Linked DNA regions of Mus musculus: region 1 is linked to region 2. Evidence: chromatin contacts called from public promoter capture Hi-C data. All regions are on one chromosome and are shown on one strand. Each heading gives the region's core, a stretch centred on a gene start, on an enhancer-like site or on the middle of the called end of the contact. The rest is flanking DNA. Distances are from core to core; before and after follow the strand shown. Region 1 holds the start of Zfp597 (zinc finger protein 597). Region 2 holds the start of Mefv (Mediterranean fever).

Region 1 (2,715 bases), core at 26-2,525, 150 kb before region 2:
GCCTCATCTCTAATCCCAGCACTTGGGTGGCAGAAGCAAATGGATGTGTTCGATGTTGGAGGCCAGGCTGGTCTACAGAGCAAGTTCTGAGCAGCCAAGGGCATAGAGTAAGACTCCATCTCTAACGAAAGAGACAAGAGACCTGGGGTTTATTTGGAATTTTCAAGGTACTAATCTTGTTTGTTGACCCCCAAACTCTTTCTCATAATCTGGCGAATCTTTTCACTTAACATCTTATAATAGTTTAAATTGCCCTCTGTATTATCAAAGAGAGGCACTATGGGCTCTTTGCAGCTGAGGAAAGCAAAGTTAAAAGGTGTCCAGATGTGGGTTTGGATCTAGCTACTAAGGGGTACTGAGGCAAGACCTTAATTGCAGGTCTACTGGGGCTATACAGTGATTTCAGAGTTAGCTTGGGTCAACCTCATTTCAAAATAAAGTTTAAAACAAGGATAGGGGTCTGAGCTCAGTGGTAGAAAGTCTACTATGCGTGAAACCGTAGTTTCACCCTCAGTACCAAAGGGGGGAAAATTGGCACGATCATCTAATTAGTGACAGTTCTAGAAAGAGCTCGACTTTATGATTTTGAATCTTCAATTCGCTGCTCAATGTTGGTTACAAGAACATTTGCCACTAGGGCAGGTCCAGACATCCTGCGAAGGAAATCCGCGGTCTATTCCCGCTCGATGTCCGCTATGGGCCCCAATCATTTGGTTGGACTACACCTGTCGGGTACAATGGTTCATGTCCCTAGAATACTTCGGGAACGGACACGAGCAACAAGGCTAACCTGACCTGAATTTGTGATTGCACAAAGATAACCTCTTACACACCGTAGCCCCACAATCCATCTGAGACTGGGCTTGGGCCCAAGCTAAGCCTGGATCTCGGGGCCTCTCATTCACCTCACCCCCTCCTACCGAAAGCTCCGGCCCCCCCAGCGTCTGTGTGTTCCCGCCATCCGTGATCGACTCCAGAGTGGTCCGGTCTCTGCTTTCGGAATCACCGTGTCCCTCAGGGACCATTCTACTGCTCCGACTGAACATATCAACAGGCGGGGCACTCACCACCGAGACCCAGCCAGAGGAACCGGAAACGGCTGCTTGTAGAAGCTCAGGAATAGCCTCTCAGTTGCCAGGTGCGATTCAGGTCCTCGGGAAGCTGCTCAATTGGTCCATTAAGGAGGGACCGCCGCCTCGGGAGTACGCTGGCCAATCAGGATGCAGGATGGATGGGGGGGGTCGCTTCCGGCGGTTTCCCTGCAGCTACTGCGTGGGGAGCATGGGAGCGTGGGAGTGTTGTGGTGGCCTCCGCCTCCTTTGTCGCGTCTCGGCTGGGCGTGGCTTCACGCTGCTTCTGCCGGGTTGGGCGAGGTTGTCGGTACTCCGGGGCTGGTGAGTGTGGCTGTTTCAGAGCTGTTTTGGAGAAAGAAGCCGTCAGCTCAGATTCTCAAAGGAGCTTGAGGGCGAAGTGGAAAGGCCTGGCAGCGGAGTTGGAGACTCTCCACTCGAAGTGTTGTCCAAACGTGGGGACTTAAGGAGCCCTTCCTTTCCCCAGATGGCGTCCACGCTCCCCACATCGGATGAGCAGGTGAATTGTGTCGCTATTTTCCTACAGGTGTCCTGACCTGGCGGCAGTTAGACGCGCAGGTCCTGAGGCGCCTCCTCAGATAGCCCTTTGACCAAGCTGTCTTACGTTTCTTGGCTTACCGACTTCCTCATTTCAGAATCATCAGGTGGAGGAGAGCCCTAGCAGGGGTCTATAACAATTTCTCAAAGTTATCTTGCTGAAATGCGTCTCCAAATGGCAGATTCCTGGGCTTCACACCTGTTGAATAATGATAATTAAAACCCAGGTGAATTTTACACCAAAAGCTCTATGGGTTTACAGGAACAGTAAACTTAGGAGAGAACTAGAGCTTTAGGTGGTGGTGGTCGTGATGTGTGTGTGTGTGTGTGTAGCTGAGCAATCACTGATGAAAAAGAAACACAAACTAGCAAAGAATGATGTTAGGAAACTCCTAAAAACTATTTCTCAGGATTCTTACTGGGCTGGCCAGTGTCGTCCCCCCCCCCTTCCCCTCCCTTCTTAGAGAATCCGAAATAATTTCTCTCCCCAAGAATTGTTCACTTATCTTTTCAGGAAAGACTACGTTCTCACGGTGTACTTCTTGATTCTCACACCACTGTTTGAAAATTTATGTTTATGCTCTCTCCCCCACCCTATTCAAGCCATAGAGTTCCCCCAGGGAGGAATATTTTACACCAAGCCTTTTCGCCTTAGAATGCGGAGGGGTTTAGCTCTTTTCAGCCTTCCAGGACACTCAACTGACCTGCTAGCTTTTTATACTAACAACAGTGCTTCTGTTTCAGAGACCACTGCTATTTGAAGATCTGGATGTGTATTTTTCTCAAGAGGAATGTGTGAGTCTGCACCCTGCTCAGAAGACCCTCAGCAGAGAAGCCCCATTGAAGAGTTTTGAGAATTTGGACTCGATAGGTAAGACAGTTGTTTCTCCTGCATTATGGAACTTTCATCAGTTCTAGGATGAACATTGTATGCCTTGTCCACACTGGTGGTGGATTGAGACCTATCTGTGACACACACACACACACACATATTGTGTATTATGTATACGTATCTATCTATCTATCTATCTATCAAAATCACATGTATATGTGGATTTCTATAGCTATAGCAAGAACTTGTAGGAGA
Region 2 (2,700 bases), core at 39-2,538:
GGGTCTTGTTCTAGTTTGTTTTCTGTTGTCGTGATCCATACCAAAAGCAATTTGGGAAGGAAAGGGTTTGTTTCATCTTCCAGGTTACAATGCATGGTCAAAGGAAGCCAAGACAGGAAATAAAGCAAGAGCTTGAGGCAGAAATGCTGGAGGAGCAGTGATTGGCTTGCTCTTAGGCTCACATTCTCTCTCTCTCTCTCTCTCTCTCTCTCTCTCTCTCTCTCTCTCTCTCTCTCTCTCTCTCTCTCTCTCTTTTGCTGTTCTGAAACTCACTTTGTGGACCAGGCTGCCCTCCAACTCACAGAAATCCACCTGCCTCTGTCTCTCAAGTGCTGGTTGTAAAGGTGTGTGCCTCCAGCACCACCTGGATTCAGTCACATTTATTGTACATGCCAAAGTCACCTGCTTAGGATGGTATCACCCCCAGTGGGCTTGGCACTCCTCTATTGGATATCAATCAGGAAAAAGCCCCACATACATGCCTACAGGCCATTCTGATGGAGGCATTTTTTCAATTGAGGTTCCCTCTTCCCAAGCATGTCAGATTGACAATCAATGTCAGCCTTCACAGATATCTAGGGTATTTAGAATGATAGATAATAATGCTTTTTATTTATTCTCCAATGGTTAAGACAAAAGTAAAGGAGGCCACAGAAAATTTAACCCAGAAGCAGTTAGTGGACCTAGGAAGCCAGGGCCAAGTTGGCTGTGGGAATAGATGCATGAGAATGCTGGCAACAAAGGTGGTCCGCAGGTCCCGTGTGAACACTTTACGTTGCTGGATAGACTAGACATGGACCAGACAGACTGGACATGCATTGCAGTACCTTTCTGGCTTCTGCTTTCTTGAGAAGGCCCAGGCAAAGCCTATAGGGATTATTTGCTGTTTGTTCCTTCCCCTGCCATTGGCCCTGGAGGTCTATAAACCTCAAGAGTCCAAAGAGAGCAGTTGGCCAGAGGGGACCAACTCCACGTAAGATCATCTCCCTCTTCCACAGCCTAGGGTCCTGAGAGCAAGCAAGAGCTCAGGAGCAGCTGGAAGGTCTGGCTGTCAATCCCAGAGCTACCCTTAGAGTCTGGCCTGCCTGTTGTTTAATCAGGACATAGGCTGGCAAGGTGGAGACCTCCCCACTGGAAAAGACTCTGAATCCTCAAAGAAAGTATGCAGCAGGCTAGACCCTGGACACGCCCTCATTTTTACTCTCAGTTCCCACCAAAGCTGATGTGCTTCCTGCGCCTTGTCCGTTATTTCACAAGCTATTTCTTGCTTGTTCTCAAGTTGCACGAGAGAGGTCATTATCGTTTGCCAGAAGCCACATAGCTGGCTGCAGTCCCTCCTGGCCCGCACCATGGCCAAGACCCTTGGTGATCATCTGCTAAACACCCTGGAGGAGCTGCTGCCCTATGACTTTGAGAAGTTCAAGTTTAAGCTACAGAACACCAGCCTGGAGAAGGGCCACTCTAAGATCCCCCGGGGCCATATGCAGATGGCCAGGCCAGTAAAGCTGGCCAGCCTTCTGATAACCTACTACGGGGAGGAGTATGCTGTAAGGCTGACCCTGCAGATCCTGCGGGCCACCAACCAGCGCCAACTAGCAGAGGAGCTTCGCAAAGCCACAGGCACAGGTAAGTTGCCAAGCCTCTTCCCAGTGGGGATGGATGCTAGCTACTGGTGGTGGATGAGAGGAATGCTCAGACACTAGCTAAGGGTTAGAAAGCCCCTGTCCACTTCAGTCCGAGTAGTGTGAATCTAGCATGCCTCATCCTTCTCTCTGGCCCTTGTAACCTGTTTAGTGAAGCTCCCAGGCTCCCCCCCCACCCCCCAAGACATTAATAATAAAAACTGATATTTCAGCTGTGGGTGAGACTCAGGACAGGTGGATCATGAATGGAGCAAAACCTAGAGAAGTCTTTACTCCATGTTTTCAAGTAATAAGCAAGCCCAGACTATCATCAGGTTAGCAGAAAAGGCTTGAAATTCAACCATACTCACATGTCTGAGAATCTCATTAACCACCCAATTTCAATTGGAGTTCTTCCTTGGGATACTTTACAAGGGTATTTAAACATTCTTTGCTTTTAATGAAAGGTTTCTTCAAATGAAAACCTAAGTTGTTAATCATGGGTTATCTTCATTATGTAGACTTTGAAATTAAACCTTATCTGTCAATATCCTGAAATTGCAGGCAAGTTTGCTTGCTGTTTTTGTTTTTGTTATTTTTTTGGCTTTGATTTCTAGACAGGGCCTCACTATATAGACTACACTTGCTTCAAACTCTAGAGATGCTCCTGCCTCTGTGTCTGAGGTTAGAAACTACACCACCATACCTGTTCCAACGAGTTTCCTTTCTTTTTAAAAATTAATTAATTCATTTAAAGATTTATTTATTTATTTTATGTATATGAGTACAGCATTGCTCTCTTCAGACACACCAGAAGACGGCATCAGATCTCATTACAGATGGTTGTGGGTCACCAACCATGTGGTTGCTGAGAATTGAACTCAGCACCTCTGGAAGAGCAGTCAGTGCTCCATCTCTCCAGTTCCCTCAACTTGTTTTCAAACACCATCTACGTTTACATTTATGACTTGAGGTTTTCTTCAGTTTGTGCCATGATTGAAAATGATTCATTTCTATATGTTCCTTTTTAAATTAAATTTATGTGTGTGGGTGTTTTGTCTGGATATGTGTGTGTACC

Evidence for each region. Capture Hi-C pulls out chosen DNA fragments and counts their contacts.
Region 1: a contact with region 2 is called in a promoter capture Hi-C map of liver. The contact joins the promoter of Zfp597 here to the promoter of Mefv in region 2. A contact is called at or near these places in 5 of 39 promoter capture datasets (the C10 cell line, cranial neural crest, hematopoietic stem and progenitor cells and 2 more), 1 of 115 datasets of contacts at active chromatin or transcription factors (pancreatic cancer cells) and 2 of 9 other capture datasets (adipose tissue and liver).

Annotation. Positions count from the first base shown.
Region 1 is chr16:3,870,934-3,873,648 of GRCm38.p6, reverse strand. It overlaps Zfp597 (zinc finger protein 597), which reads left to right and starts at 1,275. Exons shown (of 3, transcript NM_001033159.2): 1 at 1,275-1,590; 2 at 2,373-2,499. The coding sequence starts at 1,558. It also overlaps a transcript of Zfp174 not described here and a transcript of Naa60 not described here.
Region 2 is chr16:3,716,712-3,719,411 of GRCm38.p6, reverse strand. Mefv (Mediterranean fever) reads left to right here and starts at 1,288. Exons shown (of 9, transcript NM_001161791.1): 1 at 1,288-1,626. The coding sequence starts at 1,350.